Regions from separate parts of the Mus musculus genome. Here regions 2, 3, 4, 5, 6 and 7 are each linked to region 1. A link is a contact called in public HiCAR-type, HiChIP or PLAC-seq and promoter capture Hi-C data. All regions are on one chromosome and are shown on one strand. The core of a region is the stretch at or near the end of the contact, and the rest is flanking DNA. Distances in the headings are between cores, read along the strand shown.

Region 1 (4,077 bases), core at 1,035-3,534:
TTTATTGGTGTGCCTAATACATGGCCAGCCAGTTTTGGCTACAAGGCTGACAAAGGGAGAAAATATGTAAAAATTTACTAAGTAAAATATATTCAAAAATAGATACAAATCATTCCAGGGGACTTGACTATCCTAATAGTTTGGATTTACCTGACAAACCCCCAAAGATTATCTTTCATTTCTATACAGCAAAGCAAGAACTTTTTCCAAATAACGAAGTTGCATTTCATACATAATGTACAACTATGAAGGAATGAACCTGAGTAAGTTACAAAAGGGAGCCAAACTTTGTGAAGGACTGAAATCAGAAAAACAAAAAACAGGCCAAAGAGAGACACTGAAACCAGAATATAGTTGGAGAGTTGACTGACCTTGCATGAGGGCAAGGAGTTCTGTCATTCTCTCCATACTGAGAAAAGATCAGCCCATCTCTAGCATTTGGAAAATTGAAGGAATTTGCAGTCAATGGCCTCAGTCTTCTTGTGAAACTGTTAGTCAGTCGTATAATAAAACGGGGCTGGCACTCAAAGATTGCAAAAGGTATGGAGGTGGAAAGTGAGACAAAGGTGCTGAAGAATACAGAAAATGGACAAGATCCCGCTGAAACCATACAGTCCAAATCCATGGCTATCAGATACACAATAGTGTTCTGTATTATGTTGTATACTGGAACTCAGCTTTAGGCAGATGTTTAGCATTTTGTATATTTACTATTACACACAGAGAAGCCCCTGGAAACACAGACTCTGATTTCAGAGATAACACACACAGTAGACACATGAAGTTTTGCCTCAATGAATTGATTTAGTCATCACCAATTCGTCTGTGGTACTCCGTAGTGTACTGGCAACTGCCCACATTTCATATGGTATGCCAGTACTAAAAAGAAAATGCAAAAAAAAAAAAAAATTAAAAAATAAATAAAATAAATCAGGCACTCAGCTAAACTTAGAAGTCTTAAAATGGTAACTTTGTCAGTTGAGGGACTTTTTTATCTTGTGCCAGTACATCTGTCTTTGATGTTTGCTTTATTTTCCTTATGTCACTACTCGTACTAGCCCAGAAATGGCTAATTCTGAGTTCAATAAGCTACATAAACATGACACGGTGGTGTACAGACCCATATAATCTCAGGAAGATCGCCAGTTCAAGGCTAGCCTGGGCTACACTGGAGACGTCTGTTTGAAGAAGAAAGCTACATTTCAATCGGTCTGCAAGTTTTCTAAGTACTCAAAATGATCTCAGAATCCAGACCGAGAAATGCATACGATGATGGCCCAGCTCCCACACCCACCTCTTCGGAAGTGTATAGTCTTAAAAATCACTAGATTCCGTTCCTGCACATTACAAAGGTGTACAAAATAGTCAGATTTAGGAAGCCTAGGACCCGAGACTCAAACTCGGACAAGAGTTTTCTAAGTGAGGACGTGATCGCTCCAAGGGATGGTGGAGGGGAAACAGTTTTCTTTTGGACCTGACTTCAGTCTCTCTCCTCTCACGAAGTTCTCTCGGAAGATCCAATGCTCTCTGGCTTAGGCGGTGGAGAAAATGGCCAGGCAGGAAAAGTCCATCCAGGAGGTCCGGGGCGAGGCCCCACCTCCCGGATCTGAGGGGCCAGGCCTCGCGCTCGCCCAGCTTCCCCCGCGCTTCTGCGCTCGCCCCCGACTTAGCCCGGGCCCCACTGCTCGCCATCCCACTGCCTCTGCTTCCCTGCGCCCACGCACGCACGCTCGATCGCTCGCTCGCTCGCGGGGGAGCCCACTCCCCGGCCCTGGAGTCTGCACTTGGGAGAGGCAGGCAGGGCTCCGCGCTCGCGCGGCCGCCGCGGCGCCGGCTGATGGCGTCACCCGCGCTTCCGCCTGCGGCTGCGTTCTAATACGAAGCCAGGAAGGAAGGAGGGAGGGCTGCAGGGCTGTGTGTGTGGGGGAAGTAGCGCGGAGAAGACAAGCCACCCAGGCGCTCGTTCGCCCGCCCGCTTGCTCGCTCGCTCGTTCATTCGCTCGCCCGCCCGCCCGCCCGCGGTCCCTGCTTGCGGTCCCCGCTCAGACTCGGTCTCCCCAGAGGAAGCCACTCCAGGCGCACTCCCCCGGCGGCTCCTTCCGGACGCCTGCTCGGCTTTCCCGGGCACGGCGTTCGCGCTCCGCCTCGCCCCCCCTCAGCCCTCCCGCTCTCTCTCCCTCCCTCCCTTCCCTCCCTCCCTCTCTCCCTCCCTCCGCCAAGCTCCCCGCCCTTAGTATCGCGAGACGAGGTGAGAGCTGGCGGAGCGGCGGCGGCGGCGGCGGCAGTAGAGGTGACCGAGGCGGTGGCGGCGGCGGCGGCCCGGAGCGCTGTGTCGGCCCCGGCGCGACCGAAGTCGCGGTAGAGCGGAGCCCCCCCACGCCCCTCCCCCGTCCGCGTCCCCCACCCCCTCTTCCCGCGGGGATGGAGAAGGCGACGGTTCCGGCGGCGGCTGAGGGAGAAGGGAGTCCCCCGGCGGCGGCGGCAGTGGCGGCCCCCCCCGCGGCGGCGGCGGCGGAGGTCGGCGGCGGGGCTCGCCCGGCCTCTTCTCCTCGTGGGATGGTGCGAGTCTGCGACCTGCTCCTGAAGAAGAAGCCACCGCAGCAACAGCAGCAGCAGCAGCCGCCGCACCACAAGGCCAAGCGGAACCGGACTTGCCGACCCCCGAGCAGCAGCGAAAGCAGCAGCGACAGCGACAACAGCGGCGGCGGTGGCGGTGGAGGAGGAGGAGGAGGCGGCGGCACCAGCAGCAACAACAGCGAGGAAGAGGAGGACGACGACGACGAGGAAGAGGAGGTTTCTGAGGCAAGGGCCTGGTTTCACCTCGAGGAGGGCGGAAGGGACCGTGGAGGGCCTAAGGTGGGAGGGGACTCGCGGTGGGACCGAGCCCTCGGGGCTTACGATCTGCCCTGAGGGACCGGGCTTTCGGCTGCCCCCTTTCTTTGCTCGGCCTGAGTCGTGAGGTGTGGGGACGTGGGGGAGGGTAGCTGACACGTGGGGGTGGGAGGACCGGAGAGTGCACGGAGTTGCCGAGAAGCTGGCTAGCCGAGGATGCTGCTTCGCAGGGTGAAGGGTGGAGGGATTGATTGGTCGGATTCCCGGGTGGCACTTTGGGGCCGAAGGGTGGTCTCTCTGGGGCCAGTAAGGCCACCTCATTCCCGGGGCGGGGGCGGAGCTAAAGCGGGAGGGGTAAGATAATAGGTAGGAGAGTCTCCGGGGGACCGACTGCGAGCTTGGTAGTTTTCTGTCAGTGGAAGGTGGCCGGGAGCAGTTGTGGAGGGGCGGTAAGATTGTAATGGACTCGGAGCTAAGTATTTGTATCTGGGAGAGACACGTGAGAGGCTGTACTTTTCCATACTGTTTTGCTGCAGGGCTTTTTCTTTTCTCTTTCTCTCTCTCTCTCTCTCTCTCTCTCTCTAAACTCGTGGCTGCTGAAGTACTCTTCGCTTCCTCGATTTGTGAAAGATTTATGGATGAGCCGATCTTCTATCCCTCCATATGCGTTTACAAGTGACTTAGTACGTAAAAATTGTTAGGTGCTCTGCGTGTATGTGTAATAATCCATCGGGTTCTCCCTTAATAAGAAATAATCAAACCATACCCCGCTTTTATTTAATTAACTTTATTTATTTATCTATTGTAAAGTAAGCAGGGATGAAGTGTCTGTTTTGCACCCGGGCATGGTTGTGATTGGGATAGGGAGGCCTTATGTTCTAGTGATCTGGTTTCATAACTCCTTATAGTTTTTCCTGGGTCTACAGACAGGCGGCGTTGTAGGACCTTATTCCTTTTAACCCAAAAGCTTAATGAACCATACTGATAGCAAACTATGACCTACCAGTTGTTAGTTCTTTTAGAACAAACCCTTTTGTCAATATTAGGAAATGGAAGCTTTAAACACCCAAATATGGAGGAAATAGTAACTCGAGGCAGCAGAGGGAAAGAAGCTGTAAAAGTTGATTCTAAAGAGAAGACTAATTGAATTATCCAGAAATACTGCGTGCCACACTAGAGCCTGGTAAAAGGCTGCTTTTGAGTTAATTTGATTTCTTCTTTCCCATCCAGGTTCTGTTTATGTAG
Region 2 (4,077 bases), core at 1,002-3,501, 1.9 Mb before region 1:
TCAGTGCTTGCTCTTAACAGCTGAGCCATCTCTCTAGTGCCCTCTCTCTTGGTTTCAAGTGAGAGTAATGAAAATTTCTGTTGACCACCTTTTGAGATAATTTTTAAAATTCTTTTTCTTTTCAGATTTTACGTATTTATTTATTTGTTTATTTATTTAATATATATGAACGTTTTGCCTGCAGGAATGTATATGCACCATATGCATGCCTGGTACCCAAGGAGGTCAGAAGAGGGCATTAGACCCCCTGGAACTTGGGTTCCGTATGGTTGTGAGCTACCATGTCGTTGTTGGGAACTGAACCTGTCCTCTGCAAGGACCTACTGCTCACTGATAGCTGCTGGATGACAAGGTGACAAGGGAGTCAGTTTTCTTCAGCAATGTAGTGCCTATGAAGATGACCATGTTCTGCGGACGGCTGCACATCCAAAAATATACAAACGGCACAAACTGGACTTGATGAAGACAGAAAAGGAGAGGGAGGGGGAGAGGAAAGGGGAGGGGAAAGGAAAGGGAGGGGGAGGAAGAGAGAGAGGAGAGAGAGTGGGTCTGGGGGAGTTAGGGGAAGAGTAATATGATCAAAAACATATTTTAGGAAATTTTCAAAAAATTAAAATGTTGCTTTAATCTTATGATTAAAGAATTGGGAAAAACTTTAGAAGTTAGCCATCTACATTCCACAAACATTGACGGCCTCTGGAAGGAAAAATCCCCTCATAGAACACTAACGCCCTCACGAGCACTCTTGATCTAACTGTCCTCAGGACTTATCCAGATATGATTATAAATTTCTTTTGATTTGGGCTCTAACATGGTGTCAGGTAACCTTGGATGAAGTTGATCTAGGAAACTGCTTAGGTTACACAGAATAATAACACCTTGATTCATCTATTAGTGTAAGACTAGTTACCATCTACCGGGCAGTGGTGGCGCATACCTTTAATCCCGGCAGTAGGGAGGCAGAGGCAGGCAGATTTCTGAGTTCAAAGTCAGCCTGGTCTACAGAGTGAGTTCCAGGACAGCCAGGGCTACATAGAGAAACCCTGTCTCGAAAAAAACAAAACAAAACAAAAACAAAACAAAACAAAAACCTAGTTACCATCCAACAGCTGTTTTCCCCTCTGTGGTTAGAATTAAGAGAGTTGCCTGGGTGCGGTGGTGGCACACACCTTTAAGACCCAACACTCCTGAGGCAGAGTCAGATGGATCTCTGAGTTCAAGGCCAGCCTGGTCTACAGAGTGAGTTCCAGGACCGCCAAGGCTACACAGAGAAACCTGTCTCAAAAAACAAAACCAAACAAACAAACCAACACCAACAAAAAAACAATCTAACCTCCACCCCTGCTCTTTGCCATTCTCTAAAACATATTCTCTAAGCATACTCCTCATGGATTTTTTTCTTCTACCTTTAGTACAGCCTAAAAGAAAATGATTCTCATTTCTGACAAGGTTTTTGTTTTAGTGATGTGTGTGCAACTCTGTGTGGGTATGTGTGCTGTGAGCACAGGCACCTGCTGAGGGCACACATTTCTCAGGAGCTGGAGTTAACTATAGATGGTTGAGAGCCACCGTGTGTTGCAAACTGAGCCTGAGTCCCTACAGCAGTACCAGATCTTAGCTGCTAAACCATCTCCAGCCCCTAATCCTCATTTTATAATACAGGATCTCATGTATCTCAGGTTTCTCTCAAATTCCTATGTAACTGAGGATGACCTTGGAGTCTCAACCCTCCCGCCGCCTCTTCTCTGAGTATGCGGGTTGCAGGCATGAGCCAACACACGCAGTTTATGGAGAGCTGGAGAAGAAACCTAGGGTCTCCTATGAGATAGGACACCTGAACCAGTCCCCAGGCCCCTGCTTAATTTCTGTCGTTTTTCTTGAGACAGAGTAAGCCTCGGGCTTGCCCCAAACAAATATAATGCTCCTGCCTCAGCTTCCTGAGTACAGGGATTACAGTTGTATGCTGTCATACCTGAGTCCCATATTAATCCTCATTTATTTGGGCCACCATAAGAATGCTGAGCTAGATGGGGAGAACTGGGAGGAATTGGCGGAGGAAAAAGAACATGATCAAATATATTGTATAAAAATTGTTTTCAGTGGAAAAGAATGTTGAGATAAGGAAACCTGCTCCAGAGTTTGGTGACAACCAGTAGCGGTTGTCCACCGGCAGGGACCGATAGCGTGCAGACGCCTACAAAGAGTTGCAGCAGGGTGGTGAAGTTTGATCCTCTGAGCGTTCCGTAGCTCGGTCGGGCAAGCGGCGTGTCCCACGTGCCGTTTCCGGTTACACTGGGACCCACGAGTCTAAGCTGCCGCGGGGCCCGGGCTGCGACTGACAGAGGCGGACGTTTTCCAAGCACTGCTCGCCAGGGAGCCCACCCACAGCCACCATGTCCGGCAGGAACAACAACAAGCTGCCCAGCAACCTGCCGCAGTTACAGAACCTGATCAAGCGGGACCCGCCGGCCTACGTGGAGGAGGTGGGACCGGGATCCGGCTCCCCGGGATGCTCCGGTGTGCTTCCGGGGGCCTGGGGAGGAAACGGACGGGGGATGGAGATACGGGGGACGGGACATGCAGACCCCACCAACACTGAAACACACCCTAAAACCTGCTGCCTCCGGGTTTATCCGCCCGCCTCGCCGACGTGGGCCGGTAACGTCCGTTGGCCGCCTCAGAGCAAAAACTCGAGTTAGCCCCTAGCATACGATGAGTCGTGTGTTAAACATGCTTTCCACAGACGGCCTCTCCCGAGTGCCCCAAGCTCTGCCAAGAAGAGCAAGGAGTTCTCAGATGGCAGGGCCACCCCACAGTCAAGAGTGTAGAAGATGTAGTTAAGCCACAGTTCAAACTCCCTGGGAGTCACCCTGAGCTAGATTTGAAAAAAATGCTTTGAGGGAAATGTGCGGTCTAAAACTCTGTTAGGTCCAGTTTGTGAGGGGCATGGCATACTCCAAGTGTGTGAATTCATAAGAACCACGAAATGAAGGCCGTGACTTTGTACTCTTAACCTGGTAGATAGATTAAGACGCGCCTTTGCCTTTATTATTTGTCTTCTTACACACCGCCCTTCCCAATCCTCCCTGTCTCCCCCCCCCCCTTACTGGTCCCCTTCTCTCCTCAGACAGCCCCCACTTCACTTCTGTATACACATCACATTTATTTCAGTTCCCTGCATCCCTTTAAGGTCTCTTCTTCCAGAGCTGGGGAGTTGACTCAATGGTTAAGAGCACTGGCTGTTCTTCCAGAGGACCTGGGTTCAAGGCCCAGCACTTACATGATAGCTCATAACCATCTGTTGCTCTAGTGTTAGGGGATGCGACACCCGACTTCTGGCCTCTGGATACTAGGCATATGTATACACGCACATACAAGTAGGCAAGCTCTCAATACACATTAAACATAAGCTCTTACTGGGTTCCCCTTTCTAACTTGTGTCACAAACTAAATTGAAATCTGACTTTTGCTTCTGAGAGGAAACAGGCTACCTCTCTGAGTCTGGTTTAATTTCTTAACATCTTTCCTCCTGTTGTCATGGTTTCAGCTCTTGATTGGAAAAAACTAAATGCATGTACCACATTTTCACTACACATTCTGTTGATGGACTTAAAGGCTGGCTCTGCTTCTTGCTGCCGTGGTTCGTGCACCAGTAAACACAAATGTGCAAGTGTGTCTATGGTGTTTGATCAGAGTCCTTTTATTATAAACCAGGCCGTAGAAGGCCAGTTTTAGTTTGTCCATAGTGGTTCTACCATGGACATCCGCACCATGAGCTGTGTGTGTGCGAGTGTGTGTGTGTGTGTGTGTGTGTGTGCTCCCACTCTATCCCCACCAGTGGTGTGTGTGTGCATGTGTGTGGAGCGTGAGAGAGAAGGGGAATATAGTTTCTGTTTTCCCACATTTGCTGTCTGTCTTTTGCCTGCTGACAGCCATTCCGATGAGGTGAGATAGAATCTCAGATTATTTTAATTTGCATGTTGCACACTTTTTCACATAGTTACCGGCCTTTGTATTTATGTTGAGAGTTGTCAATTCAATCCTTTATAGTCTGTTTATTGATTGGAAGGTGTGGTT
Region 3 (4,077 bases), core at 660-3,159, 1.8 Mb after region 1:
GGGGAAACTTTCTAGGCTAATGTGCTAAAATATTACACAGTTTTTTTACCCTCCAATTACAATTCTTAGTAGGACTTTAATGGATGAATAAAGTAGCAACCCCGGGCTGGAGACAGCTCACTTGTATGAGTGCTTGGTTAGTTATGCACAGGCTCCAGGTTCAAGTTCTCAGCACCCAGTACAAAAGACCAACCAACAAAGCCCAAAGCAGCAACCCCTAATTCCCTGCTGACAACAAATTTTAAACTTAAAGAAAAAAAAATAGGTATTACAAACACAATCACTTTACTTCAAAACACTTTTTATTGACCTAAAATAATTGCCAAAAGCTAGGCCAAAGAGCAACTTTACTTAAGCTTAATGCTCTTCTTAACTCCAGCACGAATGCCAGAGAGTTCACCACTGTACCGCTGTTCTTCTCTGCGAACTTCACGAACCTGGCCTCGTCGTCGGATTTTGGCTTTTCTGAACTTTTCCCTATGTTTCACTCTGGGATTTCTATCAATCTTCTTTCTCCTGGGTGTAAGTCCCCTATTTTTAGCAATCTGGTAGGTAATGGCTCTCTTTGCATTTTGTTCTTCGAGAGCCTGTTCTTCAGCACTGTTTTCTTCCTTCTTTCTCTTCAACTCTTGCCTGTCTTCCATTTCCTTATAGTACTTGAGAGCAGCCCCATCAAAATCAGGCTCATCAGTCAGGGCAACAGCAGCAGCCTGCTTTACAGACTTGGGCTTGGTTTTGGTTAATTTTGCTTTTGGAGTCATTTCTTTCTTTACAGCACCATCCTTGGCTGTGAGGAGGTGACGGATTTCAGAGGACAGTTTCTGATCCACAACCGACAGCTTGTTGATCAGATTTCTGTAGGTAACAAGCCTTTCTATAACAGGATGTCCATGTGCAGGGACTCTCCGGGCTTTTAAGATCAAATAAAAGCTAATGTTGGCGCAATAGTTCAAGTAGAGATTATACTTAGTCTTCAGGTATTCGCTTCCTCTTCCAGTTGGAATGACCCCTTTCTCCACCAACTGTAACAAGGGTTCTAACTCATCCTTCACCTCTGTCAACTTGGCTTGGAGGTCTTCTATGAGCTCTAAGAGCTCTGGTGATTCTTTCTTCAACATTTTCAGCTTCTCTTTTACCGAGACTTTAGCCAAATCCTTCACAACCCTTGTCTCAGCTTCGTCTACCTGGGGCACCGGCTTTGCAAAGGCCTCCACCCAAGCGACTCCAAAATCATCCTCTTGCAGGGCTTGGGCCAAGCGCCGCTGAATTATCTGTGCCTCCTCCTCTTCTTCTCTTTCCTCCTCTTCTACTTCTTGCTGACTCTGACGGCCTCGGGATTTGGAACCATAGTCCGTATCGTAATAAAGCTTTTTTCTCTGACCCCAGGACAAGCTAGGGTCCACAGAGGCCTCAGCCTCACTCTGCACGGAGCTTCCGCCGTCATCATCCTCTCCAACCTCCTCCTCCTCCGAACTCTCTCCATCTTCGTCATCTCCATCATCAATATCTAGAGGTAGCACCTCTTCCTCCTCATCGCCATCCTCCTCCCCACTCTCGACTTCGTTCCAGCCCTTGGCCAGGACTGCCCGAGATCGCGCTTCATGGAACTCATCTACCTGGTCTTGGTAGTAGCTGGAGTCCCCTGGAGAGGGCGGCAACCCCAAGTCGTCCTCATTTTCGTCCGTGGCGGTGAGACCTGCCTGGGCCCGCACGGCGGCCCACTGAGCCGCTCCACGCCGCCGTGATTTCTTCACCATGGCTCACCAGCGGTCCCGGGTTCCCAAGCGACGCCGCGATTTCCGCCACTTCTGACCTCCGCCCAGAATGATGCCGGCAAGCGGAGGCTTTCAGCACCAGCACGCTCCGCGAACCCAAGTCGGTGACCACCGGAGCAGAGAGTCTGGGAAAGGCCTGTTTCCTTCCGCTCCCAGGGTGCTCTCCGCGCAGCGCGCGCGCCTAAACTTCCGCTCCCCCCCCCCCCCCCAGCGTAATCCCGCCGCCGTGTCTTTTTAAAAACCAGTCGGTTCCGGCGAATGAAAACTTCCGGGTAGGAACGCTAGGCCAAGGATATTTCCGTTCCGCGGATCCTTTTGTGGCTACTTCCGAGCTCTCTCTCTCTCTGGTGACTTCCGGCGTGAAGCCGGAATCCCGCCAGGGACGCCGCGAGACAGCCCGCGGCCGACAGAGGGCGCGGGGCATCTACGTTCCCACGCGTCGGCAGGGCGCCCACTGGGCCACGCTAGATAGTTGCCCAGCTCACGGTTTCGTGTTCTCCGTTTGCCAGAGTGGAAGTTAGTCAGGGTTTTGTTTGTGTTTTGTTTAGTTTTGTTTTTTGTCTGTCTTGACTTCTGAAGCCGGGACTCGCCATGTTGTCAGCCTCAGCCTCCCGGATTGGTGCTTTTCTCTGTTTTTGCCTGGGAGTTGCTACCGTAGGCGCCGCGTTTCCGGGCCCCGCGCGGCGAGTCTCTGCTTTTAGGCGACCCGAGAGAGGACTTCGGGGTTTTTTGGGGACGATGTAACCGGGAAGAGTAAAAGACGCGCGGTGTCCTTCTACTGGAATAGCTTCGCTTTTCTAGACGTTCTGGAAAACTGTGAGGCTGTCAGCCGCGGACAGCCTCCTATGTATAGAATTGGGTTGCAACATTTAATGATTATTCATTGTTGTGTTCTTCAACATTGATCAAGCACCAAACTTCCGTGGCAGCGTTTTAGGCAGAGATGGGGGGGGGGAGGGGAGGGGAGAATAAAGGAAGGAAATGAGCAAAATAGATTTAACAAGGGAGGGAGGGGAGAGGAGAGAGGAGAATGAAGGAAGGAAATGAGCAAAATAGATTTAACAAGGGAGGGGAGGAGAAGAGAAAGAAGAGGGAGAGGGGAGAGAGGGAGAAGGGGAGAAGAAGTGGGGAGGAGGAAAGAGGAGGGAAGAGGAAGAAGAGGAAAAGGAAAAGAGATAAAGGCCAAAATAGGAGACCTTGTGGTTTAGGAGGGCGCACGGGTACACCAAACAGAAAACTCAGTCAAATGGGAGAAGTGACATATGGGTCTAAGAGAATCGAACTGGTGTCAAGCTTAGTAGACAGGGCTACCACCTAAGCTATCTCAAATGTATGACCTTTTATGTCAGCTTCCTTATTTAAAAGGATATACAAAGTCGTGATTATGCATACCACATGGGGTCTTGTCTTTTTTTTCTTTTTTTTTTTTTTCCATTTTTTATTAGGTATTTAGCTCATTTACATTTCCAATGCTATACCAAAAGTCCCCCTTACCCACCCACCCCCACTCCCCTACCCACCCACTCCCCCCCTTTGGCCCTGGCGTTCCCCTGTACCGGGGCACACAAAGTCTGCGTGTCCAATGGGCCTCTCTTTCCAGTGATGGCCGACTAGGCCATCTTTTGATACATATGCAGCTAGAGTCAAGAGCTCAGGGGTACTGGTTAGTTCATAATGTTGTTCCACCTATAGGGTTGAAGATCCCTTTAGCTCCTTGGGTACTTTCTCTAGCTCCTCCATTGGGAGCCCTGTGAACCATCCATTAGCTGACTGTGAGCATCCACTTCTGTGTTTGCTAGGCCCCGGCATAGTCTCACAAGAGACAGCTACATCTGGGTCCTTTCGATAAAATCTTGCTAGTATATGCAATGGTGTCAGCGTTTGGATGCTGATTATGGGGTGGATCCCTGGATATGGCAGTCTCTACATGGTCCATCCTTTCATCTCAGCTCCAAACTTTGTTTCTGTAACTCCTTCCATGGGTGTTTTGTTCCCACTTCTAAGGAGGGGCATAGTGTCCACACTTCAGTCTTCATTTTTCTTGAGTTTCATGTGTTTAGGAAATTGTATCTTATATCGTGGGTATCCTAGGTTTTGGGCTAGTATCCACTTATCAGTGAGTACATATTGTGTGAGTTCCTTTGTGATTGTGTTACCTCACTCAGGATGATGCTCTCCAGGTCCATCCATTTGGCTAGGAATTTCATAAATTCATTCTTTTTAATAGCTGAGTAGTACTCCATTGTGTAGATGTACCACATTTTCTGTATCCATTCCTCTGTTGAGGGGCATCTGGGTTCTT
Region 4 (4,077 bases), core at 750-3,249, 1.7 Mb before region 1:
CTTTTGTTAGTCCTGGGGCTAAGCTTAGAATTATTCTTATGCTTTGAAGGATTATAAAAGGAGGAGATTGAAGAAGATACTTGCTGTTCCTTCAGTGACATTTGCTGCCCTCTGTCTTAGGGGTGGTAGAATGGTTTCCCAGAGCAGCTCTATGATCCCTTGGTACTTGTGGGATGTGCCTGTTCTCAGCCCTCAGCACACATCTGCAGAATCACAAACGCTGAGGGGAGTTTTAACAAACCCCGATCTGATCCCATGCACAGCAAGGCCTGGAGACACACCTTATCTCAGGTTACAGGATGAAGAATACTTACAAAAACACTGCATGGAGCCCAGCATGGTATCACACATGACCCGTCTGGTCTACAGAGTGACTTCCAAGATAGCCAGAGCCACACTGAGAAACTTGGTCTTGAAATATCCAAAACAAACCAGAAGCATTCGATGTGATTGGAAACAGTTGAAATTTTAGCAGTCAATAGTAGCAGCATTCTGTCGTTTACAATTAGGGGTGTGGGGTATGGATGCAGAGTGCTTGTGTTAACATGAGTAGTCCTTGTTTGTTTGAGTATTATCGAGAGAGTCTCCTTATGTACCCCTGGCTGACTTAGAATCTGCTTCGTAGACCAGGTCAGCCTAGACCTTGTGATCTTCCTGCCTCTGCTTCCCAGGTGCTGGGATTAGAGGTATGTAGCCCCGAGCCTGGCTGAGATGAGTAATACGAGCGTGTCCTTAGGGTAAACCGTCTCGTAAGTCTCACTTTCCTCATCTGTAAAGTGTGCATTCAAATAGGTAATTACGTAAGTGGGTTTTTGTGAGACATAAGTGACTTTTATAAAATACCAGTAGCGTATCTGGTCTATAAACACTGTACTTAAAAGGTAATCTGCAGAAGTAATGCATTAAGAAAAACCATCTCAGAGTCATTTAATAAATGATGGTCTGCCTATATATTTTGCATATAAAAATTATTAAGCAATCCAAAATAATGCCAGTGTAGATTTTGGAGGCTCAAGTACCAATCAGCATTGCCTTTTGTGAACCTTTTTTTTTTCTTCTTCTAGGAAATCTCTACTGTGAGGGAAAACTGAGGATGTATTTAATCCTGCATTTTGCTTGATTAAAATGTGTTCTATTCCTCTCAATTGCCCTTCCGTTCCTTTCACCGTTTCATAGCTTCATTCCCAGTTTCTTCTGCTATCTTGAAATTGAAAACATTGCTATTAGTGGCAAAGTAACATTTGGTCTACAAAGGCTTTTTTTTCCCCATGAATCAAGGTTCATGAAGCAGTGTTGTTTCCATAACTAAGTCCCAGTGGCATAGATTTATAAGTGGCTTTTTTTTTCTTTTTTAAATTTTAAGCCTTTCAGCCTTTGTTCCAGTAAGTTCCATTTAAGGATGAAGCCACCAAGGCCATACAAAAGCCCCAAGCCCATACAGCCTATGTCATACTTTCCCCATACTCCATAGCTCGGCACCCTTATTTAAAACTAGCTGTTTGACATTGATGAGAAAGACTTTTAAACCTCCATTTCCTAAAACAGGCTAATTAAGCAATACAGGTGAGCTCACTGTGCAGAGTTCAAAACTGCATTTTAATGCTCCGATAACGCAGCAACCAGGACCATTACTAAATTTGCTCCCTCTTATCACGAATAAAGGCTCCAGGAATAACCGTTTGTAAAAGCCACTGGTTAGCGGCGAGCCATCTTTTTTGTTCGCGCCACCTGAGAGGACAGGGAGGCTTCAGCATCACTGCAAGAGAAAGGCAGCTTCCTTGTGACGTCAAATCAGCGGGCTCTCGCCCCGACTTTAGGCCGGTTCCGGTTCCCTGGCTTTCCGGACGCCCGAGCGAGCGAGCGAGCGAGCGCGGCGCCGTTCTGCGCGTGCTCCGCAGTGGGACGCGAGAAGGTTGGGTCTAGCTCTCCAAACTGATGCCTGATTGGCTGGCGCTGTGCTGGGGGGTTCCCTAGCCCTTTCCGCAGGGGTAAAACAATAAGAGGGGGCGGCGGCAAAGGGGGCGGGACGTCCGTGTTCTTGGAGCTCGTTGCAGCTCTAGGCTCTCGGGAAGAGGTGGCTGTGAGGGGCCCCGAGCTCGCGGCTCTCCGGATTCCGAAGCCTCGGGTTGCTTCGAGGGAGGAGAATCTGCTGCGGCCGATCCCGCGACACTACTGACCTCCGCGCGACGTGCCCGCCGCCGCTGTTGGTTGGAGGTGTGTACGGGGGCCGAGAGGGGCGGTCGGTGTGGTGGTCGGCAGGGGACATTTCCCTCCGCTCCGCGGCTCGCGGCAACCGTCCGGTGTGTGCGCTTGGTGTCGGGGTTGGTGCGGCGGAAACATTGTTCTCGCCGGCTGCCTACGCCAGCAAGAGTGCGTGCGTGCGTGCAGAGCCGAGCCTTTCCTGCAAGGTGAGCGGAAGGCTGCGTGGGGAGGAGGATGACCTGCGCGCGTGGTGCAGAGGAGGGCACAGGTGGGGCTGGGGATTGCTAGGATGAAGCAGCCCGGGGGTACCCTGTCCGCCGCCAGCTCCCAGAGCGCGCCAACGGGCGCCAAGCCGCGAAGCGGGGCAGTGGGCTCCTGCAGAGGCGGTTTCAGGGTAGGAAGCCCACCCGCCTGGTTCCTCCGCTCGCCGGCGGCCCTAGTTCCCGGTCGTCGCCCCGCCCGTGGGGGAGGGGAAGGAGGCCGTGTCGGCGGAGGCAGAAGCAACGCAGATGCGAAAGTAGCGGCCTCCGGGCACCATTTCTGTGCCCGGAAACTGAATCCGGGGTTGAAGGTGGCCGCCGCTCCACTTGCCGGGTGCTCGGCGTTTCCCCCCGCCCTCCCCGGATTATCCCGAACGTGTTCGGATACTGGGACTGTAACGTGCGTCTCCTACGTCCTTTTTCTGCAGACAATCTCTCCTGTTACCCAGGAATAAAAAGGACGTTTCAGTGCTTTGGGAATGGGCTTTTCTCCCCCTGCTATTCTTTGGGGTAGGACAAGGGGAGAAGAACGTAAGTTTCCCTAAATGGTGTGGATTTCGTTAGTGGAGTCTGATTGAGGTTTTCCTGCGTCTCTAAGGGCAGATTTATTTAGGTACCCCTGTGGTGCTTTGGGGGGGGGGGGGGGCTGTAGGGTCGTGTTCACAATTTCTACTCCCAAGATATAACTAGTTTTAAACCAAAGCACAAAAAACATTGAGGAGATGCCTTTTGCTTCTTAAAAACAAAACACGTGCAGCAAATCTGAATCAAGGAAAATTGCCCCCTTCTCTCCGGGTGTGATTGTTGTGCAGTTGATTAGCTTAAGGTTTCTGGTTTTTAGATTCTAGACACTATACCTCGCTTGTTCCAAGTACCTAGGCAGGGGAACCATTAGCTGCAGTTTAAAAGGATGCACTAATTCTAAGTGAGGATAGTAATTTCTTGTCCCAATTCCATATTTGGCAGTTATTGTAGCCCTAGGCATGTGAACCAAACTTTGAGTAAACACTTGATTTAGCGAAATTCAGTGATCCCTTTATGGTCTTTAGGTTTGGACCCAGTGTCCCACCACTCTGGAGTTAGAGGCAGGTGGTCTTTTGAGTTCGAGGCCAGCCTGGTCTACATACTTCCACAGGACAGCCAGGGCTACTCAGTGAGATACTGACTCAAAAAAATGGGGGAGGGGGAGTTCGGTCAGTTTGGACCTTAGGACGACTGAATTATATATTGTCCCTTCGTTACCGTTTTCGGACATATGCACTATCTAATCTCAGTGTATGAAAATTGTTTTGTTCTGACAAATTGATTGTGAGAACGGCTTCAAAGTGTGTTTCCCAGTGGCTTGGTTTATTGTGATGGTTTAGGTTATTGAGAATTCAGAATCAAAATATTGGCGGGCATGGATGCACGATTTAATGTCAGCACTCAGGAGGCAGAGGCAGGCAGATCTGTAGACTACAGAGAGTTCTGGGACAGCCAGGGCTACACAGAAGACCTAGACTCAAACAAAGCACACAAAACTAGAATTAGCGATGGGGGAAGCAAGCCTCAGATGGAGTACCGGAATGTTTGCAGAGTGGGTGGCTGTCTGTAGGTAAAGAATTCATTCGATAAT
Region 5 (4,077 bases), core at 443-2,942, 1.7 Mb after region 1:
GGGACCCACGATAAACACACAGATGCAATACAAAAGAGAAACGTTTAATAGAACCAGGCTGGGAATGTATAGCTCAGTGGAAAACGTCTTACGGAGGGTTCGGGAGGCATCTCTGGTCCCCAGCCTGACAGGAAAAGAAAAACCTCTAGGGCAGAGGTTCTCAACCTGTGGGTTGAGATCTGCTCCTCAGGTGCCAACTAAGACCATGGAAAAAAGACAGATATTTACAATTCACAACAGCAGCAAAATTGCAATTATGAAGTAGCAATGAAAATACTTTTATGGTTGGGGGGGGGGCGCACCACAAGATGAGCTGTTGTAAAGATGTAGCATTCGGAAGGTTGCCAGCCACTGCTTTAGGGTTTGTGTCTCACCGAAGAAAAGAGGAAGAACCTCTTCTACACATCTCGGGTATAAAAGGAACAAGCCGGTCAGGTTTTCTATTCTTTCCTTCTTGGACAGAAATATGTTTTCATTTGTGAAATACCTGGTTTTCTTAAATCTAAAAGGAGTCCAGAGTAAACAAGCCAAAGTTTAAGCCCAACCATCTTAAATGTCTCAAAGGTAACTTATCAGAACGTAACCTTTCAAAAGTCTGTACTGGGGCTGGAGAGATGGCTTATGGGTCTAGAGTGCTGGCTGCTCTTTCAGAGGACCCAGGTTCAACTCCCACCACCTGCATGATGGCTCACTGCTGTCTCTAACTCCAGGGCCAGGGGATCCGATGCCCTTGTCTGGTCTCCGTGGCCACACCCATATATTAATACATTAAACTAATAATAAAAAAGTCCGTATTGTTTTAAGATGAATACCATAGGATGACTGCCATTACATAGTTAACTTAAAAAAAAAAGTTTTAGAGCTGGCACTGGGATAAAGGTGAAACAGTGGAAAATGTAGGCGGTTTCTTTACTTCTGGAAGTTGAACAAGAATTGAATTTCAAAAACTTTGAAATATGTTAAGATTTTCCACGATAGAGAGCCCTATATTGGTCTCCTCACCCCCACGAGGAGGTTGGGGTGATCTAAGCGATTACCCTGCCACGGAACTACACTACCCAGTCACAGAGATGCCTCCTAACCCCACCCCCGCCACAACCAATCAGCCTCTCCTTCATATTTTTACTCTAAGAACTCCCATTTGTCTTTAGTTTTTTATTTTTATTTTTTTACCTTTGACAGGTCCTTGCCACATAGGAGAAAACTGCACAACCACTCATGTATTTATTTGCAAATCTCTACACCTTCACTTGTGACTATATTGTCTAAGGAAGGCTTTATTTTATATAATATATGATAAATATTATATACATATCTCACATATACTATAAAATCAGTGCTTCCGTTCAAAACAAAGTTGGCCTTCTGCACGAATTTTGAGGTTGGGGTATCAACGCCCCCTCAGCGTCGTCCCAAAACGTTTTAGAGCTAGGTAACCCATTCCTTCCGGAAACTTCGCCGGGCCTCGGTGACCCGCAGACCTCAGCTCTAACCTGAGCAGGAGAGCCTGGGACAACTTCCACTCTGGAGGCGCTCAGGTCACCCCACCCACACCCTTACCGGCGGGAAAGCCCCGCCCCGAGGGCGGAGCCTGGGCGGGGCCGCTCGCTCACCTCCGCCTCCGAGCCTCGTCTCAGCCCCGGGTGCGCGCGGCGCATGTGCCCGGTGCCCCCTCCCCCGCCCTGGATTCCACTTCCCCTCCGCTCGCGCCACAGCGGCCACCTCCAGGCCCCGCGCCGCCTCCGGAGCCGATGGCCGGGACGCGCTGGGTGCTAGGCGCGTTGCTCCGGGGCTGCGGCTGCAACTGCAGCAGCTGCCGGCGGACCGGCGCCGCCTGCCTGCCTTTCTACTCCGCCGCCGGCACCTTCCCGTCGGGCGTCTCTGGCCGCCGCCGCCTGCTGCTACTCCTCGGGGCCGCCGCGGCCGCCGCTTCGCAGACGCGGGGCCTGCAGCTCGGGCCTGCGGCCGCCGGGAGGCTGGCGGGTCCCATCCCTGCCCGTCCCTCCGCCGCCGCGGCCGCCGCCGCGTCCTACTCGGCCCTGCGCGCCCCGCTGTTTCCGCGATCGCTGGCAGCCGCCGCGGGCCCGGCGCGGGGTTACAGTCAGGTACGTGGCGCCGCGCGCGGGACCCTCGGCGGCCGCGCGCCCGCGTCGGTCTGTCCGCGAGCGCCCCGCGTGCGCGCCCGGGGATCCGCGGCACGCACCGCACCCCCGCCTCCCTCCCGCTCCGTCCTCCTATTGGGCACGGGAACAAGGGACGCTCTCACGGCCCCGGCTCTTCTTGTTTTGTTCCCTCCGAGTCTGGGCGGTTGGGCAGTGTAAGTGTGGCTGGGGTGAATGTAGAGGCCTTGTTTCCCGCCGGGCCCATGGTAGGTTTTGGGGGCGCCGCCGACGCCCCCCACCCCGACTCCCCCCTAGCCTTATGCCCGCTGGAGGTGAAGCTGAGCGGCCAGAGCCCGCGGAGGGTCGGGGCCGGCCGTGCGTGCGGTGGGAGCGGTAGGCCGGGCGGCTCGGGCCTCCTCGGCCGGCCACCGACGCGCAGCCCCGCGCGCACGGGAGCGTGGGCTAGCCTGGGACAGCCCCCGCGCGTCCCTCTCCCTTGTCCGCGGGGAGAGGCGGGCGGTCCACCTGACTGAAGGTCACCTCTGCAAGTCCACTCGCCTTGACAGAAGGACCTTTGGTGCAGCGGGGCTCTGCGGACGCGGAGAGCTGTGGGGAGACCGTGGGAAACTGGGAGAGAACGTGTGTGTGTGGGGCGGGGGCGTCCGTGGGTGAGGACTTGGGGGCTTCGGTTGTCACTCCACGATCTTTTCCCTTGTTTCCCGTCTTTTCAGAAAGACATTGTAAGAATTCATATTGCAAATATTTGGTCCTCTGTATATGTGGGACATTTCTCTTTTGCGGTTTATGTGGCATCTGGGAAGTGTCTACCTAACCTGGTAACGCCACTGGCCATGTTTATCTTAATTTAGTTTTGCGTCTGCTTGAATTAGTGATATCTGGGTGGTTCATCTGCATGGCTGATGTCTGCCAGTAGCTGAGCTAATTGATTTGAATCCCGGCCCAATACTTTCTGCTGCACTATTTATTTATTTATTTACTTATTTATTTTGTAAAGATGTTTATGGAATTCTGGGGAAACAGAAAGTAGCAGTTTGAGCCCCCTGCCGCGCCTGTCTCTGCTGTTGCCTTTTCTGTTTTTTTCCCTTATCCACTTTCTCTTACATTAGTCTTTTCAAGGCGTTTACCCATGTCCCAATGCCTTTTTATTAACTTCCTTTGCCTACAAAGTGAAGTATCCCTTCATAGAGCCCAACACAAAATAGCCAGCTGCTGTGCCTTTTGCCTTTGGCTCTTCATTTTACTGTCCAGTTTGGGCAAATGTGTTTGCTGTTTTTCACATGCTAACACTTCCCCTCCCCTCCCAAATTGTAATGTCCTATCTTTTATATCTCCCATCTTTATTCTTTTTTTCCCCTGTAGTTTTCTATTTTTTTAATTTACAGGATTTTGTATTTTTATTATAACACTTAAGGCATCTTGTTCTGTATCTTGCCTTGTTCCAGATAATCAGTGCTTTGAGATGATGGTTTGAGGTTGTGTTTTGTGTATGGGGTGATTTTCAATTAAGCGGTATAATTTGTCATTGTATGGCTTTTAATGAAAGTACTCTTACTCCCAGGGTTTGGAAAGTAGCCCTGCCCTTAGTGGTAGTACTACCACTGGAATGTACTTGTATATCACCTTAGGATATAAAATATAAACGTAAACCAAAGCCATCCTGGTATAGCTAGCCTGGTAGCCAGCACTTGGGAGACTGTGGCAGGATGGTGGTGCATTTGGGGTAGCCTAGGCCACATGGGCGAACACTTTTCAAACGAAACAAAACCAGAGGGTGGAGAAGTGTGCTTCTCACCTCTGAAATAATCTCATCTGCATCTGTTTGTAGAGTTAAGCAGTTTTTCTAAGTAGGTTGTCAAAGAAATGTCTTTACGATTGTTTTCTTCTTGAAAGGAATCCAAAACTACCTACCTGGAAGACCTCCCACCACTGCCTGAGTACGAGTTGAGCCCATCCA
Region 6 (4,077 bases), core at 1,093-3,592, 1.7 Mb before region 1:
CTAATTTTAAGAGCCATTATAACTCATCTTATTTGTTTAGCTGGGTACCAGCTTTTCCAGCATTCTTTTTTTTTTTTTTTTTTTTTTTGGTTTTTCGAGACAGGGTTTCTCTGTGTAGCCCTGGCTGTCCTGGAACTCACTTTGTAGACCAGGCTGGCCTCGAACTCAGAAATCCGCCTGCCTCTGCCTCCCGAGTGCTGGGATTAAAGGCGTGCGCCACCATGCCTGGCCTTTCCACCATTCTTGATTCCTTACCTCCTGTGTTTAATCACCAGGTATTATATTCCTCATTTTCTCCATTCTTGCCCTGGAACTTGGCATCCTGTATGAAACAAGGTCCATTTCCACTGTAGATTCATGGTGCACAGATTCAGTTGGCACACTAAACGTTTTATTCTGTTCCTATTGAATTGAAACTTGTCATAACTACCTACCTTTAGGAGTTTAAACTTACTATTTTCTTGAGCCTCAATCTGACCAGTATGTTTGTTGTTTTGTTTGGGGCAGGGTCTCAATATATAGCTCTGGCTGGCTTGGAACCTGCAGTATAGTCTAGGCTGGCCTTGAACTCAAGACATATGCTTGCTGGGGACTAAAGTTTTCACTACGTGCCAGGCTGACCAGTATGGTTTAATAGAAAAATGAAATTTACTAAAGATTTAGGCTAGGTAATGTGCATGTTTTCTCTCCTTGAATTCTTCTGGACTAATAAACCCTTACACTTAGTATTTCAGGAATTACTGATGCTGCCTCCTTCCCTACCATTTTTCTCTGCCAGTTATTTTATGGTTCAAGAAGAAAACAGCAATCCTAGTTGTTCTACATAACATCTATCTCCTTCCTCTTCAGTAATCGGATGACAGACAGAATAATCTTCCTCCCCCTTCCCTTCTTCATGGTGCCTCACAGAGGCTAGGTCTTGAGCTTGGTCAGTAGCTGAGAGAGACCTGACTTTGCGGCACTCCTGCTCCCTACCTCCGAGGGCTGAGATTAGAGGGCTGTGCCACAACCATCATGCCTTAGTGTATAAATTGTTGGATGTGGGGCCCAGGGCTTTGTGCAGTCCAAGCAAGCATGCCATCACTGAACTACCCTATTTCCCAAAGGAACTTGTACTTCTTGACTACCCTCTAGTTCCTTTACAGTTATTTCCAACTTTTAAATATTTTCTCAAGCAACACCTGTTCACCATTTTTATAGCCTTTGTCCTTTCAGTTCCCATGTATACCACTAATTTTGCTACTCAACTGTTTATTTTTTGTAAAACTGGAAAAAAGTAAAATATGAGGTTCCCACCCTAATAAACCTGTTTGTACATAAAAGTTCACATGAATGTCTAGAGAGATGGCTCAGTGGCCAAGCACACCTGTCACTCTTCCTGAGGACCCACGGCAATCAGAAACCAACTGTAACTCCAGTTCCAGGGGGTCTTGACGCCCTCTTTTACCTCTGTGGGCACCAAGCACGCTCACAGTGCACAGACATACAAGCAGGCAGAACACTCATAAATATTTTTCTATTTAAACCTCATGGGGTTTGTTACAATCTAGAGTAAAGCGATGGGAATTATCTTCAAGTTGGTCACAGCTCATTGCTACATTATAACTCACATCTTGGGTTATCCAAAAACAACCCCCCCCCAAAAAAACAAAACAAAACAAAACAAAACAAAAAAACCAAAAACCCATACCCTGTTTCCAGAGGTGGTTCTCAAAATTGTAGGTTCGGGAACTCGATTTTAAGCAGTTTGGTGAATGATGGTAACTGAGCACCGGGAGATTAATGCAGTACCGAACTAAGAAAAATTATAAAACAATTGCTCTTACACCTTACTATGCAAGAATAACCCCTGGGTGCTGGCTAGGCATATACGTGTCTGTTATCAAGGATACTTTCCTGGATCGAGCTATTAAAAAAAAAAACATATTTAGTTGAGTACAAATTGTGTGGCTATAGGTGAATACAAGTAAAACTATTTGGCCTTACAATCTCAGTCCCTTAATAAGGAGGGATAAAGCATTTCCCGGCTTCTCGTACGACGTCAGCATATGCTTGGTAATGGTCTTCCGATCTTGCCCTGTCGTGGCTAATCTAGTCTTCAAGCTGAAGGCAAGCTTTAAGCTCCAGCTTGCGCCGCTTGCAGTCAGCACCTACCTTTCTTGCTTTCTGGTCCTCTCTGGGCTCCACCCCAAATCTTTCCCTACCAGGCTGGCGTCCCAGGGTCCTTTTTCCTGTCAGGTCTGTCAACAGATCTCATCCCACCAATTTCGGCTAAATAAACTACTAGGCTCTTCCGGTCCACCGCCCGGAACCGAAAGGAAGCGAGGAATCGCGGCTGGGCGGAACCTCCCCGGGTGGGGCCCGCGCCCCGCAGCGCCCCGCCGCGCCGCGGGCGGGCAAGCTGGGAAATCTCATGGTCTCCTCAGTCCCAGCGAACCGTCACCTTGGCTCTCCTCGTGGCCACTGGGGCAACCTGCGGTCCCCTGAGAGCAGAGGTCTCCTGGCGCCGGCAGAAAGGTCCCTACAAACTTAAGACCGTAGGTGTGGGGACGAGGCCGTCAGCTGAGCGAACCTGCGAGCTCCAGGTGAAGGGGCGGGGCGGGGTGGCACAGAGCCAATCACAACGCCTGACGACAGGCCTCAGCCAATCAGGATCAGGGAGGCTCCGCCGTAGGCGGGGCGGGACCAGGCGGGTGAGAGCCGCCCCTTGCAGCTAGGGTGGCCAACGCCTTCGCCTAGGGCTACTTGGCGAGGTGCTGCTTCCCTGAGCTGAGCGACCCGAGGGCTTTCGGCCGGCGGTGCTCTGTTTTCCTCAGTTCGTTTCTCTGCAGCTGTTGTCCTTGACAGGTGCTTGTGTCTTTGCCTGTCGCAGACGCATTCTGACTCGGGCCCTTTCTCTCTCTCTGGAGACTGCCTATGGCTGGGGACCGAGTGAGGTCGTTGCCTTGACGACGGCAGCATGCGGCCCGTAGTCCTCGGAAGTGTGAGCTTGCGGAGGGCAGAAGCCAATCTGCCTCCCTGCCTGCTTCACCTAGGACCGGTAATTGCGTCCGCAGAGGAAATCCCAATACTGGGATTGCTAGTGTGCTAGCTAGTCAGCATCTTTTTAGATCTGCTAGCGAGATGCATATCACCTTAAATTTGTTTCCAAGTTGAAAACCTTTGGCTCTTTCCATGTGAAGGGTTTGGAAGAAATAGTAAGTATAATACTTTGTAAAAACCCAGTTATTTCGTTCTTTTATGTATAAGAAATTTCAGTTTGATTTTAACCAAAGAACATTGGTAGTATTTGAACAGTATGCTTGTATGGCACATATCCTAAATTATTATAGTGCCATCGCACCAGACTTCTTTTTTGTATGCCACGTGCTACCCATAGATTTAAGAGTGAGAAGGCAAGAAACTGATGGGTTATAAGTTACTGAGGAAACAAGGCATATTTTAGGCCATGATATTCTTAAGGTATTTTAGACAGTCCCACTTGAACAAGTAGGTGTGCTCTATGTAGTGTGTCTACATGGTTGGGAAAATAAATTTGGATTAGTTCACTTGTATAATACTAGGTTATAATATGTTTCAGAACCTTTTAGACATGATTAAGGTCATTTTTATTTGGTTCATTTTGCATCTTTAAATATCTAGGATGCCAATTACAATATGTTTAAAAACGATCTAGGCTATAGATTCCAGCTATTTGTATTATTTTCACTAGCCTAAAGCTTACTCCTTTACAATATATACTTAAGGGAAGGTTAAAAACTATGCCAGTTAGAATCACACTGAAGGTTTTTCCAAATGTAAATTTTTTATTATAAAAGTAATTAAAGGTAAAAAGAAGTTAAAATGTGAACTATATGGGAAGTCAGTGCCTATGACACTGTAAATAGTTTTAAGTAGAATCTAATACCCAAAGTGGTAATAAGATAGTGAAGAGTTTTGAATTTGATTTTAATTAGGATTCTTTTCATTCTCTCCATCTTCTCTTTTCTGTGTTGATCTCCATTTACACTGTGCAAATAATGGCTGCTGGATGGTGTACTTCAGTGGTAGAAAGAACACCTGCTTAGCTTATTGGAG
Region 7 (4,077 bases), core at 1,036-3,535, 1.6 Mb before region 1:
GGGCTTCAGAACTGTCACCGGGATGAGTGCTCACAGCTCTTAACAAACCTGTAAGTGATATGGACATTCAAAGATAGAAGGGATGGCTCCTGCCTTCAGCTTAGTGTTTAGAGTGCTTCTGTCAAAGTCTGTCTTCTTGAAGTGTCTTGAACACAGCACATCTCCTTTTTTTAGGCTTCCAAATGCTTGCAGTATTCACATCTAGTCTTTTCATGGCTAATACCCACTTTCTTTTGATGTTTTCATCTGTGGGGAATCTACAAAACAGTAAGAATATATTTTAAAGCTATATATGTGTGTGTATGTGTATATATATATATATATATATACATACATATATTAGGCTTTGTGATAACTACCTTTACCTGCTAAGACATTCTGTTGGCCTCATAGCTCAGTTTTAATATCTAGATTTTTCTGCCAATCATTCTTCATACATATGGCTTTTATTTAAATTTTTTTTTAATTATATGTAAGTACACTGTAGCTGTCTTCAGACACTCCAGAAGAGGGAGTCAGATCTCGTTACGGATGGTTGTGAACCACCATGTGGTTGCTGGGATTTGAACTCCGGACCTTTGGAAGAGCAGTCGGGTGCTCTTACCCACTGAGCCATCTCACCAGCCCTTAAATTTTTATAGTAGCATATGAATGTTTCAGTGGACATTTAGCCTGTAGCAAGATTTGCAATTAAAGGTTTTTCTTTCTCTACAGCGGTTGAAGAATACCTTTGGCCTTTCCCTTTCTGAGGTGATACCTAGAATTTGTCTTCAATGAATAGGAGGGCCTCTTATACTTCCTCCTTTCTGTCAAACCTGAAAATAACTTGTATAGCAACTCATACATAGCAGGTCTATAAATGCCTTATGAACTCATGCGGAGAACAGCTGGCACGTCTACGGTTCTGGAGCTACAATTACTTTGACATATACAGGAGGCAATAATCAGACTTCTCAACATTTCTAAGCTAGTTCAATATTGTTTTGGGACATGGTAGCACATAGGTTCTTTTTATTTCCCTGCCTAGTAAAGTAACTAGATCTTTCCCTAGTAATAACAGTGCTTCACAAAAGCTGCGAACATCCTAAGTATGCTTATTAAATCCTATTAGACCCTTCCTAGGGTGTCACAGGAATGGCTAAACACTAAATTAGAATCCTCAAACTCACACAGCTAAATAATCCTTGATCTGAACATGTAGTTTACAGTGAACCACTCCACCTCATCTATTTCTAAAAAGAAGGTATGGGTATTTGAACAGAGCCCTCAGTTAGATGATGATCGACATATGAACAGTAGAGACCGTAACACAGTTAGAATGCAAACATTAGCAAAGACGAGCCTGACAATTTGTGCGTGGGGGTATTTTATTTTTGGTGGGGGTGCTATCTGGTCTTTCATTCCTTGGCACTTGAAACTTGCACATTATAAAGGGACCATTGTCAGTTCAAATTTAACAAGGTTATTTTAAAAAGACTGGGAACAAAAGCTTGTAACTGCAGACTCTGGTAGAATCATTTTTAGTAAAAAGTTAAAAGTATCTGGCTTGAGTACAGCAAAGTCTTACACATGAAATGTCAGTCCTTTTAACTTGGAATTTGGTAAACAGCGAGAGGCACATCCAATGGCCGAGCAACCTTTCACCATGTTTTTAGCAACTCCTAACACAACTGGAAGAGAATTAAAACGAGTTAGTAACTCCAGGGCTAAGCTAAAGGCATCTCCTCCCGGACAATTGCCTCCCTTCTCCCAGATCCCAACACCTGAAGTTTTGCTGATAAAATGCTCTAAGTCTTGGTATTTTGTAAGAGTGGACATAAAGTTATGCACCTTGAGGTCTGAGATTCAAACTCTGCAGGCTTCTTTATTTCTCTCATGTTCTTACGGGCCAGATTTTTCTCTCCCACAGGTCTGGTACACACTAACTCCTGCTGGCGTACTGTTTGCCATTCAACTTTCAGCTCGAGCGTCTCCTTCCCCAGGGACACCACACAGGACTGTCCTTCCAGTGTGGAAGTTGTGACCTCATCTAATGCCGTGGCGTTCTCCCCCTCCCCATTTGTGAGTTCCACGGGGGCGTGGCGTGGCTACTTGTTTTTCACTTTGCGTTCTTAAGTCCTGGGTGGGTGACAGCACAATATTTTCTAAAGGGGGCGCAGGGAAAAAAGGAGACCGGGACAGCCGCCGGCACTCGGACCTGCGCGCGCAGCCGCCGAGCCCCGCCCCCTTTCGGAGCAGCCGCGGGAGGGGCCGCTCCTCACCGGCGCCGGCGGCTCGCAGCAGCGCCCGCCAGACGACGCAGCGGTCCCCTTCGCCCGCAATCAGGGCTGGCAGCGATGCCGGGGCGGGGAAAAAGAGCCAACCTAAGACTTACTACCATTAGCAGTGACGACAGCGACTAACGTGGACGACGGACTAAGCGTCTCACTTGGCTTCCACCCCTTACACCAGGGACCGGAAATCCGGATGCTGCAGATCACGTGATTGGACCCCCCCTTCCTGACTCTGGTGGCCGCTGCTCCGAGGAGGAGCGGGTGTCCGACCGACTCTGCTTCCTTAAGGCGTGGCTTCCAAGCTGGGGGAAAGGTTCAGTGGCTGGTGAGGGGGAGGTGGTGGAGGAGGAGGAGGAGGAGATGGCGGCGACGGCGCGGGAAGATGGCGTCCGCAACCTGGCGCAGGGGCCGCGGGGCTGCGAGCACTATGACAGAGCTTGTCTCCTCAAGGTGACGACTTTAGAGGGTACCTCCTCGATGAGCTGCGGTCGGGTCTGGCAAGGGCAGGTTGGGCAGAAGCTTCAGACCGAGCTGCTTGTCAGGATACCTGCCATCTGGAGTTGGGCTCTCCTTGCAGGAAACGTTTTGGCAAGGCGAGCAGGAGCTCTGTACTCGATCGCCGCTGCAAGCCAAGTTCTTGTTTGTAAAGACTTGGCCCTTGCTTAAATTCACCTCCCTTGTGGGTTTATCCGTCATTTGCGGTTGACAGTAGAATGAGGAAGTGAAAGGGCCTTGGCATTTCTGTCAAGTGCGTATGATGCAGTGATGAAAGCATAAGCAAGGGAAGAATCAGAATATAATTTCTGTACGTGTAGGAAGTTTATAGTATGGCTTGTCAGCTTCATTTTTTTGTCTAGGAATATGCCCAGACCTGTCCAGGAGAAAATGTCTGTGTGAAGTGAGAGTTGGGTGATTGCCATTAAGTTGGATATTGGAGGAGTGCCTAATACATATATGCTGTCATTTTTCCTGCTTGAGACGTTCTAGTCATCTAGAGTTTTTAAAAATGACTCTCACACAGTTAAGACTTACCTGATTTTTTTTTTTAAGAAGCAGTTTTAATATTTTGTTGAGAAAGCCTGAGATTTGAGCTGGGGTTATAACTCAGCCTTAGAATTGAGTTTATAATGCTGAAGGCCTTGGCTTCAGTCTTCAGAAGTCGCCTCCCACTGAGAAGAAACTTTGACTCTTGGAATCCTATAGCTTTCCCTTCATAGTTTAGATTGTCCTTAACTTGCTGTGTAATTTGGAGCAAGCTACTTTTTAAAGAGCTTGCATATAAAATATACAAGTTTGGAAGCTGGTCTTAGTGGTAAAGGCCTGTAGCTCCAGGAGATGCATACTTCCAGCTATTTGTGAAGCAGAGGCAGAAGGAATACCAGCCAGGAGATGCTAATGCAAATAAGAAAAAAAAAAAAAGGAGGTGGGGCTGGGGGTATATATAGGTCATTGCTAGAGTACTGGCCTCACCAGAGAGTCTCTAGGTTCAGCCTTCTCTGCCAACAGGGAAAGTCCCTCTTTTATAAACCATGTGATGATTGCATGCTAGAGTGCACATGTGGTGTTTTAAGAGGTGTGTCCCCAGAAATGACTAGGAGTATATATTAACTAGCACCCACAGTGGTCATCAACTCCTCCTTCGCCACCTTCACAATCAGCTCTGCTGGTCACTGACCTTATAAGTTAGGACTAAGTGATAGGCTTAGATCTGTAAGGCAACTTAAACCCTTTTCTGTAGGCCATGCCTGGTGAGCATTCATTGCATTGGATGAATTTTTTCAGACTGGTCAATTATCTAATGTTG

The links. Promoter capture Hi-C pulls out the DNA fragments that hold promoters and counts their contacts. HiCAR-type assays count read pairs that join an accessible place to other places. HiChIP or PLAC-seq counts read pairs in DNA pulled down with a chosen protein or histone mark. Capture Hi-C pulls out chosen DNA fragments and counts their contacts.
Region 2: a HiCAR-type map of astrocytes shows a contact between it and region 1, with 6 times the contacts expected there. The contact joins the promoter of Sdad1 here to the promoter of Ankrd17 in region 1. A contact is called at or near these places in 3 of 39 promoter capture datasets (cranial neural crest, hippocampal neurons and liver), 2 of 115 datasets of contacts at active chromatin or transcription factors (astrocytes and double positive thymocytes) and 2 of 9 other capture datasets (adipose tissue and liver).
Region 3: a promoter capture Hi-C map of pre-B cells shows a contact between it and region 1, with 7 times the contacts expected there. The contact joins the promoter of Utp3 here to the promoter of Ankrd17 in region 1. A contact is called at or near these places in 7 of 39 promoter capture datasets (the 3T3-L1 cell line, the C10 cell line, cranial neural crest and 3 more), 4 of 484 Hi-C or Micro-C datasets (CD4 T cells, embryonic stem cells, muscle stem cells and 1 more), 9 of 115 datasets of contacts at active chromatin or transcription factors (cardiomyocytes, embryonic forebrain, embryonic hindbrain and 6 more) and 1 of 9 other capture datasets (adipose tissue).
Region 4: a contact with region 1 is called in a promoter capture Hi-C map of liver, with 3 times the contacts expected there. The contact joins the promoter of G3bp2 here to the promoter of Ankrd17 in region 1. A contact is called at or near these places in 6 of 39 promoter capture datasets (cranial neural crest, embryonic stem cells, hippocampal neurons and 2 more), 1 of 484 Hi-C or Micro-C datasets (embryonic stem cells), 6 of 115 datasets of contacts at active chromatin or transcription factors (astrocytes, embryonic stem cells, large pre-B cells and 3 more) and 2 of 9 other capture datasets (adipose tissue and liver).
Region 5: an H3K27ac HiChIP or PLAC-seq map of embryonic stem cells shows a contact between it and region 1, with 12 times the contacts expected there. The contact joins the promoter of Grsf1 here to the promoter of Ankrd17 in region 1. A contact is called at or near these places in 2 of 39 promoter capture datasets (hippocampal neurons and pre-B cells), 1 of 484 Hi-C or Micro-C datasets (cerebral cortex), 6 of 115 datasets of contacts at active chromatin or transcription factors (embryonic midbrain, embryonic stem cells, epiblast stem cells and 1 more) and 1 of 9 other capture datasets (adipose tissue).
Region 6: a promoter capture Hi-C map of pre-B cells shows a contact between it and region 1, with 3 times the contacts expected there. The contact joins the promoter of Cdkl2 here to the promoter of Ankrd17 in region 1. A contact is called at or near these places in 7 of 39 promoter capture datasets (the C10 cell line, cranial neural crest, embryonic stem cells and 4 more), 4 of 115 datasets of contacts at active chromatin or transcription factors (embryonic forebrain, embryonic stem cells, large pre-B cells and 1 more) and 3 of 9 other capture datasets (adipose tissue, embryonic stem cells and liver).
Region 7: a contact with region 1 is called in a promoter capture Hi-C map of pre-B cells, with 4 times the contacts expected there. The contact joins the promoter of Rchy1 here to the promoter of Ankrd17 in region 1. A contact is called at or near these places in 9 of 39 promoter capture datasets (the 3T3-L1 cell line, the C10 cell line, erythroid cells and 5 more), 4 of 484 Hi-C or Micro-C datasets (CD4 T cells, CD8 T cells and regulatory T cells), 8 of 115 datasets of contacts at active chromatin or transcription factors (the 230-238 cell line, astrocytes, cardiomyocytes and 5 more) and 2 of 9 other capture datasets (adipose tissue and liver).

What each region holds. Positions count from the first base shown.
Region 1 is chr5:90,364,392-90,368,468 of GRCm38.p6, reverse strand. Ankrd17 (ankyrin repeat domain 17) reads left to right here and starts at 2,284. Exons shown (of 34, transcript NM_030886.2): 1 at 2,284-2,802. The coding sequence starts at 2,422. It overlaps Gm9958 (predicted gene 9958), which reads right to left and starts at 1,472. Exons shown (of 1, transcript NR_045618.1): 1 at 1-1,472.
Region 2 is chr5:92,308,198-92,312,274 of GRCm38.p6, reverse strand. It overlaps Sdad1 (SDA1 domain containing 1), which reads left to right and starts at 2,251. Exons shown (of 22, transcript NM_172713.2): 1 at 2,251-2,483. The coding sequence starts at 2,394.
Region 3 is chr5:88,552,294-88,556,370 of GRCm38.p6, reverse strand. It overlaps Utp3 (UTP3 small subunit processome component), which reads right to left and starts at 1,909. Exons shown (of 1, transcript NM_023054.2): 1 at 281-1,909. The coding sequence starts at 1,757. The coding sequence ends at 348.
Region 4 is chr5:92,081,666-92,085,742 of GRCm38.p6, reverse strand. It overlaps G3bp2 (GTPase activating protein (SH3 domain) binding protein 2), which reads left to right and starts at 1,999. Exons shown (of 11, transcript NM_001080795.2): 1 at 1,999-2,214. Gm46933 reads right to left here. Exons shown (of 2, transcript XM_017321256.1): 2 at 1,578-2,871. The coding sequence ends at 2,170.
Region 5 is chr5:88,673,786-88,677,862 of GRCm38.p6, reverse strand. It overlaps Grsf1 (G-rich RNA sequence binding factor 1), which reads left to right and starts at 1,692. Exons shown (of 10, transcript NM_178700.5): 1 at 1,692-2,105; 2 at 4,014-4,077. The coding sequence starts at 1,752.
Region 6 is chr5:92,041,307-92,045,383 of GRCm38.p6, reverse strand. Cdkl2 (cyclin-dependent kinase-like 2 (CDC2-related kinase)) reads left to right here and starts at 2,342. Exons shown (of 14, transcript NM_016912.2): 1 at 2,342-2,585.
Region 7 is chr5:91,961,276-91,965,352 of GRCm38.p6, reverse strand. It overlaps Rchy1 (ring finger and CHY zinc finger domain containing 1), which reads left to right and starts at 2,285. Exons shown (of 9, transcript NM_026557.4): 1 at 2,285-2,723. The coding sequence starts at 2,634. It also overlaps the pseudogene Thap6.